Regions from separate parts of the Capsicum annuum genome. Here region 1 is linked to region 2. Evidence: chromatin contacts called from public Hi-C data. All regions are on one chromosome and are shown on one strand. The core of a region is the stretch at or near the end of the contact, and the rest is flanking DNA. Distances in the headings are between cores, read along the strand shown. Region 1 holds the start of LOC107845727 (HVA22-like protein k). Region 2 has its middle 35 kb from the start of LOC107845727.

Region 1 (5,026 bases), core at 235-2,734, 36 kb before region 2:
AAACCAATGGAGAAAAGAGTAGCCTCAATCCAACCTGCATTGAATGGAATACAAATTCAAATGATTGATACATTCTAAGATAACGGAGAAAAAGTATACAAAAAAAAAAAACTTCAATTTTTCTTTTGCTGAAACAGTAAGAGCAGTAATAGCTAATAAGTGGCAAGACGCAGAAATTTCGATAGTAAGGGACAATTAAGGCACATATATGCTTTTCAAAGCCAGATTGAAGGCACATATGTGCTTTCAAAGCCAGATTACCACAAGCATTTGAGTGTAGATTCCACTCAAATAATCCATCCTTGACTTATAGAACTAATTCACAATTCAATCAGCAAAGTGCAAACAGATGCCAAAGATCAAAATGCAAGTACAAATTATCACCAACAGTTTACACAGAAAAATGATGTAAAAATGATTTAAGAATTCAAAGTCAACTATGTTCCCTTAAGCATATTATAAAAAATAATCCCGAAATGAACAAATAATAAAATAAAATCCTTCCTAGCTCATGCTGACCTATCCAACATTTTGATCCAAAATAATCTCTAAATGAACAAATAATAGACAAAACACTAGTTCTTTGTGATTTAACAGAACTGCCGTCTTAGTTCGGAAATTGAAGACAGTATTTCATAAAACTAAGCAAGAGTTTCTCTCTTTGTTTTGTTTTTTGGAAAATGTTCTGCACCGTGTTTATTGATGAAGGAATTGTCAATGCATAATGCATGCATGAGTTTGGTAAAACATAGAGTCCAAAGTAAAAATAGTCTAAATATGATGAATCCTGTAGGATAATTCGAGATTGAGGAATTAGGTGATTGATTGATTTATTCCGGCACTTCATTCATGATTTAAAACCAGTTCACTACTAAAACTGCTTTTCGTCGTCTTAACAGAATCTTTCTTTCACCACTTTTTACGAGTTTATCAATATCAAAGCATCCACTCTCAAATTCAAAAATCAACACTTTAATTCAAAATAAGTCGAATTTGGCTGTATGAATCTATTCCATTCTAACCAGGCACAAATCCATTCATCCTAACATAGTGAAACTATTTTTCCCCATGACCCTCCTAAACTTTTCCACAATAAATAAAAAGAAGAAAACATCAACCGTAATTAAAGATCACAAATCAATAAAAATATACATGTCAATGCATTAGTCAGAAACTCGACGAGTAATAAGAAGAATCGTATTTAAAGGGTAAGAAAAACACCTCGGGATCCATGAAGATAATAGAAGTGAATCTTTGTAGTTGGAAAGAATTCGATGAATGCTGCACAGTTATCACTTGCTCAGTAAAGGAATTGGGGAAAAGTAAAGGAGGTTTTTGCGGTCGCCGTTCCAATTAGTATCAATTAGGCGCGTTCAAAACAAATAGCAACTGATAACTCAACTACAAAATTAATTTATTGATCTATTAATAAGGAGTTATTGAATTACGTAGGGGGGATCATGAACTTGTTAGGTTGTTTGTTTGCAAATAAGTTATATCAAAATTAGTTATATTGGAATAAATTATGTTGGAATTAATTGTTCTAGTATCATTTTTTAGTGGTTGTTCGATTTATGGTATTATACTTAATCTATATTTTTTTTAACTCAAAAATTAAAATTTTATTATATTTTTATTTTTATTTCTGCTTATATTAAGTATCTTTTGTAAATTCAAAAATTAAATTTTTATTTATTATTTTATTCACTACTTAGCTCATAAAATAATAAGTTACTTCTTGTGACATTTAATTATAAGTACACTCAGTCTACCTAAAACATAAATGAAATTTGAAATTTATATCTATATCTTCTATATATATTATAATATAAAGCAGAGAACGAAGCACAAGAGAAAGTCATGTGACAAGCTATTGTTAAGCCACGTGACAATTTTTAGGACAAAACTATTAAGTGTTGTAATAAAAAATTTGTAATAAAGAATATTAAAAATTTGAATTTGAAAATAAAAGAGGAAAAAAAAAGAGTCCTAACGAAGCTCTAAAATTGAATTTGAAATATATTATTCTTCTTTAAAAAAAATATTATCCTTCTTTTAAAAAAAATTATTATATTAAAAATAAAAACTCATGCTTAAAGAGTTCTAATAGACTTTTACTATTTCAAACTTATCTTTTTTAAACTTTAAATTCTATAAATTATAAAAAAAAATATTTAAATATAACTTAATTACATATTAATGAAAGATAAAATGTTATTAAAATAATAATAATAATTAGTAGTATAGTGGTAGGAGCAGTTGTGTTAGTACGTAGTATGTAGAAGTATAATAATAATAATAATAATTATATTATAAATTAAAGATGGGCTCCAGGCCCTTTTATTTAAAAAGTCCAAAAATTCAAATCTATTATTAAATCGAGTAAGGTGACCAATTCAAAAGATAAAAAGAAAAATAAACAATTAAATTAAATTAGAAAGAGGAAATAATAATAATAATAATAATAATAATAATAATTAAAACACTATTAAAAACACTATTCAAAACACGTTAAAACGTTGTAGAAGCACTATTAAGAATTTTTAAAACAAATAATTAAATATAAGAACAGGTTTGAGCAAGAGTCTTTTTTAAAAAAAAAAAAAGTCAATTAAATGAATTTGAGTTCCTAAGAAAATGCTAACTATGTATTTTTCAAGTTTGAATGTAACTTCTCAGATGATTTTCTATTTTAAAAATTTTGAAATTCTAAACTATTAGATAATGATAAGTCATAATTTTATCTTTTCTAACAAATTGATAAGTGATATATTTAAATTTTGAATTTGACTGAAATTTTGGTTGACATAAATATCCATATCTATAACCTCCTATATAGTATCCCCTTCAATACATATAGTATCATTTAAGCTTTCTTCGTTTCTTCTTCTTTTTTTATCGGATACAATTATTTTCATAGTTAGATTGTATTTATTTCGAAAAAATTTATATGATCATTTTATTCACAAGATTATTTTCATTATTGTTGATAAAATTATCTTTGAATAACTATCAAAGTATGCTGATGTTTAACTTAGTTTTTAAATTTTTTTATTGTTATTTATGATTAACATTATATCTAATTTTTGTCAGAGATATATCTACCATGGTTAAAAAGATTACAGGTAATGCCCATCATATTTGTTTGATTAATTATCAAAATATATTGTTCATGGTTAATTTAGTTTTGAATTAATTTATTATTATTTATGATTAACATTTTATTTTTTGAAACAAATCTACCTACCATGTATTAAAAAAAATTATAGGTAATATTCATCAGATTTATCTAGATAGATTAGAAAAGAATGTTCTCATACTTGACTTAATATTATTGTAACTTTACTGTTTTTGTGATTAACAGTATATTTATCTTTTGTCAAAAATGTATCCATCCAAGGAAGCTGAAAGTTTCATAAATCTTATGCATGTAAATCTCTCCAAAATGCAAAATGAATATTTGAGAAATCAGCAAGTAGAATTGAGATTGAAATATACAGAGAAAATTTATCAGACTATTTGTGTAAAGAATGAATGCAAATATTTTTATGTGTTCAAATATAATATATTTCTCTATCACATTTACATATCCACTCTATTTTAAATAGGTTATAAAAAAGATTTATATGCATTTAAATATTGCAATTGATTTATTCTTTCCATGAGTTTACTTGCAAATTTATATTTATATATAAAAAATAATTACTAATTTTATTTATCGTGTACATTTTTTAAAATCACACAACTAAAATCTCGATAAACAACAAGTCACATGAGCATTATAATATAAAAATTAATTAACTTAAATTTAAATTCAGTATTTTATATTTTGAAATATAAGATAAGAAGACTTAATTACTTATAATGTGTAGCCTAAAAATAAGTTAATTAAAAAAAATATGCTAGAGTAGTGATAGTTTTAGTAGTAGCAGTGGTAGTAATAATAGTAGAAAAACAACAACAACTACTTTTACTACTACTATTTTATTATTATCACCATCACTTATCTTAAATATTTATCTCAATTCAATTATATAACGTATAATATAACTATACATATTTTTAAGAAAAATAAGAATAAAGAGAATAATAAATTAATCTTCTTTTAATAATTTTTTGATAGCATTTGAATTTAAAAGATTAGAAATATTGGAAGTTAAATTTAAAAAGAGTAGAAAATACTTGATTTTGATTTTTTCTTTTGGGTGGGTTTTCAGTCGGGGAGGGGGGGGAGGGGGTGTGAATGAGGAGAGGGGCATAAATAGTTTTTGATTTTGTTTCATTATCAACTATGTAAATATAATTTTGTATTATTAATACTATTGTCGAAATTACTTATACAAAGAAATCATTCGAACTAAAAATATTATTGTGGTCGCTTATTTTATTTTTCTAACATTTAATATGTTTGAAAAATTCTATAAGTATATGTAAGTCCATAATATATATTAAAAGAGAAGAACATTATATAATATTAAAAATAATCAAAAAAAATATTGATAAGTAGAAAAAATTATTTAAAATATTCAATTGAGATGAGTAGGGGAGGAGGGGAAGTCGGATATTCAAGTTAAGAAAGTTATTTGGTTTAAAACAAGATTAAAGGTAAATTAAAAATATATGAAATTACTTTTTTTTTTTTGTAAACATATGAAATTATATATTAATACTATTGTAAAAATTACGTATACAAAGAAATCATTCAAATTAAAATATTATTGTGATCACTTATTTTATCTTTCTAACATTTAATATGTTTGAAAAATTCTATAAGTATATGTAAGTCTATAATATATATTAAAAGAGAAGAACATTATATAATATTAAAAATAATCAAAAAAAATATTAATAAATAGAAAAAGGTATTTAAAATATTCAACTGAGATTGGGGGGGGGGGGGGGGGGGGAAAGTCAAATATTTAAATTAAGAAAGTTATTTGGTTTAAAACAAGATTAAAGTTAAATTAAAAATATATGAAATTACATATTAAAAGTAGTTAGCTATCACACTAAAGAGTTCTAATTG
Region 2 (4,363 bases), core at 1,842-4,341:
GTTTTATCCCTTTTTCGAATTTTATTTTAAATAAAAATGGTATTGACCTTTTTAAAAGTTATTTCAAAAGATTCTAGAAATTTTTAAAATAATTTTGTGAAATTTACAGAATCGCCACTTGATTTTTTTAGAAAAATCAAGAAAAACTTAAAAGAGTTTTAAAAGTTCAAAAACAGAAATAAACCCTTTAAAAGTAGAAAAAATAGGCAAGAGTTCAATAAACGCCCTAAGAAAGTTTTTAAGACACTTAGGAGTGTCCGTTTGAAAAACGGTTTACCAAATATTTTTTGACTAACTTAAAAATGGCTAACTAACTTAAAATGGCTAACTTTGTAAAAAAGTTAATTTTATAAAAATACTAAAATTATGTATTTACATATTTAAAATGATGTTTGTTCATTCAGACGAGAAATATTATACTTGAATTAAATTAAATTGCCATTTTTTGGATTTAAGAGAAAAATCAATTTTGACTTTTATAAAAGAAGAAGATTATATAACTATTTTCTTATTATTAATTATTATTATTATAGGAAAGTCAACTTTGTTATAAATAATACTTTTGAAAAAAATGTTAAGAGAGTATTAAATTAAGAGTACTTTGCTAATTTCGGAAAGTTAATTTTCAAAACAAATTAGTTTCTTTAGTCTAAAGAAAATTACTTTAATCCAAATAGACTACTAGTCATATGAACAAGATAAATATCACTTCGGTTTAAAATACCTAATTTTAGAAGTCTTGTTTTAAGGAAAAAAGCCGAAGAAATCAATTTAACCCATTTTAACAAGATAAACTAGGCGAGAAAAACTATAGATTAAGTAAAAGAAAATAAAATAACAACGCCTTAGAGGATTTATCTAGATTAATTAATTAAAATTTTAGTTAATACAAATAAACATGGATAAATTATAAGGTACAAAGAATGAAGACAGGAATTGAAGTTGGGCTCCCTCTTCGGCCCATCAATAAGCTGCCCAGCTTTTGGGCCTCATCCTCATGGACTTGGGTCCATTTTCTGTAGTGTATACCACATGTATACCAGCCCTTTTTTCTGTGTTTTCCTGTATATATCCACGTATACACTGTATATCAGTGAATAAATCAACATATATTCTCTCTATTTGTTACTATACACCGTATGTGCAACTACTGCTTTCAGTGTATATCCATTGTATATCACCGCAGATCAGTCTCGTTATGGGACTTCAGCATGGGGTTTTGACTCGAGATAGCATAGGCCTCTTTGGCTCATCAGAATATGCGAGAAAAATGGACTCCAATGGACTCAGATTCATGTCACATGCATCAAATAAAAGATAAAAATTAGCACGTAACTTAAGCTATATTTATAGTGAAACATAACTTGATAAATAAAAATCAATCTAAAGAACTTCTAAGCATGAGAAAATGAACTTCTTATAGTATGAACCAAACAAAACACATATCTTATATTTATTCCAAACCAATGTAAAGTGAGAAGAAAGTTTTCTTGAGGAAAAGTGACTAATTAATTGACTAATAGTATTAACTTTCATTGTTACGTACACTATGTAAAAGAAAACAAGCAAGAAATCTTAGAGACGGGTGAGGATTTCGATAGCTTTTCTACGATAAATTAATCATCTTAATTGGTGGATCTTTAGTATAGATATTATCCAACGTACATGAAATAATAGATTTAAATTTTCAAAAAAATGATATCGTGGAACTTTAGAATACGCAATACTTGAGGGTGAGGGTTTTACTAGTATAAATGCATGATGGACAGTGCAATAAGTAACTCTTTACATAGTCCAATCACTTATGAAGCCTTATGAAGTTCCAAGAAAGTTTTTATAATAAATATTAATGGATTATCAAATACAAATAGTAACTATTACACTTTTTATAACATTTCATAGTATATTAATATTGAGGGCAAATGTTGATTACTACTTCCAAATTCGAATAAAATTTTTTAGTGTATATATAGAGACAAACCAAAATAACTTTTATAAACATGATTTAAGTTTTTAATTGCAGCTATGCCATAACAGGTTTTAGGGAAAACAAGACAACCCAATTTCACTATAAAGAAACGGAAGATATTCAACTACTAGTGTACTTATAAGTTTATCAAACATAGTAAAAATTAAACTGCAAACTCTATAAATTACTATAAAGATGAATCAAGACAAAACCAAACGTTGAACTAGCAATCCGATAGTGAACAATAAACGAACCATTATTGAAATATAAGTTTCCGAAATCATGTATGGTGGATTCTTATCCCTTTTCTGTAACAAATACAGAATCCAAAGATCAGATCATACAAACTATTTTCTATCTTAAATCAGAGAAGAAATACTCGATAATGCTAAAGCAATAAGGAAAATTGAAATATCAACAACACTTCATCGTACGACTTTTAAAGTTTTAAACTTTAACAACTACACATCGACAATCAATCAACATCTAGGAAACACCACTGCTAATCTAATCATCAATGAGTTTCAAATTTTCTTGTCAAAAACGGAGAAAAGTTTTCACCTTTTTTGGAGCAACGAACTAGGACAACAAGCTTTAATCAAACAAACGTTCACCACCAGAGTTTCAATTAACCTCACCAGAGTTCAATGTTTTTGCCGAAATATGATTTTTGGAGTGTATTCGTCGCGAATTCTTCAGTTACATGGGATTAGAGGAATGTTCCTCCCGAATCCCTAATTTTCTCCCAAAGAATCCTCCCCTTTTCTTCTTTTCCTCCATGTCTATTTATAGGGAAATATATTGGTTTCAATTCAAAACATAGCCGTTGAAAAGAAGAAGAAATAAATCGGTAAAGAGAAAATATATCCTCCAAAATTTAGATTTGAACTGACAAGTTCTGATTCGGATTAGATTTTGGGGGTGAGAGACACATAATCTTGAACAAAAGTCAACAATAATGAATTTAGGTCTGAGAATTTCAGAGAAAAGATGGAGAGAGATTTCTGTGGTTTAAGGGTTCGTTTGGTTGAATTTGTCAGTGTTCGCGGTTTGCTTGGATTGTTGGTGTGTTGCATTGATATTGTGTTGTTGTTGTTTGTATGAGTGATAAGGTGGGACGGGTCGGTGTTGGTTGGGCTGGTGACTATAATGGAATAAGGGCGTTGGGCTGTTGAAATGTGGGCCTGCGCAGGTGTTGGGTTTTGGGGTTATTTAAAAAATAACCCCAATTAGATTAGGATTTAGCCATCTCATTTAATTTTTTATCAAATTAAAATTAATTAGCCAATTGCATTGTAATTGTGGTCAATTTAATATCAATTATGATCAAATTTAATAAATTGGCTAAATTAAATTATAATTCCATATGAATTAATATCCAATTCAATTTCGAGTTTCTTGATTTGATAAAATCAAATATACATTTTTCAAATAATTATTTTTTGAGAATAAATTATATTTAAATCAAGATTTTTTTCATTTGAATTAATTTTCAAGATAACTTTTGATTAAAATTTAATTTTTTGTAAAATAATTATTTAAGCAATAAAATTATACTATCTCGTATATATGGATACACAAATATATAATTGCTACTCATAGTGACAAAATTACGTAGATAGATATTTTGAAATTTTTTTGTCCAGATAAAATAAATATTGTAATTTTATTTAAAATCAAAGAAACTCAAAATTAAACTTAGTCATGGAGGGTAAAAATTAGGTGTCAACAACTGTCCCCTCCCTTTGGGTAAAGTGATTGCAAGTAATCCTAGACAAAAGAGAGTTTGACGTTCATAATTTTTTCTGACCACAAATTTATTTTCGAAAGAGCTTGATTTTCACACAAGTTTCATGGAGTTATGACTGAATTTCGATATCGGATTTCCTACATATCTCAGAGTACATGAGAATTCAGGCCACTTGTAGTTCATAATACTTGTAAGCATGATTTTTAAAGAAATCACAAGCTTTTTCGATTTCGATTTTTGGTGAAACCAAAAGGCTGAGGAATGAGAGGATTAGGGAGAGGTTGGAATGCAGTCAAGTTTTCAACAAAGAGTCCAACCTACATATCCCTGAGATTTAGAAAATCAGACTGCTTATAGTTTGACTCAATCGGTAGAAAAGATTGTTTTTATTGTAGACGATCTCTGACTCGGGATGAGTGATAAGTTATTTGAACTTATGGAAAAAAAGGCTTGTAATCTCTTAACCATGAATGTGGGATCCTTCATATCGATAGGAAAAAATTTTACCTGGACATAATTTTCAAAACTCCGAGTGAGTTATCATCTGAATTCCAAAGGAGAGAAAAGTTACCTCTGGTGCGAGTTTAGAAATGTCTTGAAGTTGAAACTGAAACCAAAAACGTCCTAAAATACCCACATACCTT

What was found. Hi-C and Micro-C count contacts between places; a contact is called where the count stands out from the background.
Region 1: a Hi-C map of bud shows a contact between it and region 2, with 2.3 times the contacts expected there. The contact joins the promoter of LOC107845727 here to the enhancer-like site in region 2. A contact is called at or near these places in 3 of 5 Hi-C or Micro-C datasets (bud, leaf and placenta).

The regions. Positions count from the first base shown.
Region 1 is chr10:122,530,174-122,535,199 of UCD10Xv1.1, reverse strand. LOC107845727 (HVA22-like protein k) reads right to left here and starts at 1,484. Exons shown (of 8, transcript XM_016690198.2): 1 at 1,222-1,484; 2 at 1-34. The coding sequence starts at 1,233.
Region 2 is chr10:122,496,824-122,501,186 of UCD10Xv1.1, reverse strand. No RefSeq gene overlaps it. Among protein-coding and RNA genes, the nearest start is that of LOC107845727, 35 kb to the left of the region's middle. Within about 2 kb of position 3,091, at least 5 of the 5 cell types and tissues checked have an H3K27ac peak or open chromatin away from gene starts, as enhancers often do. A contact at or near this core is called in bud and leaf, where this site is marked.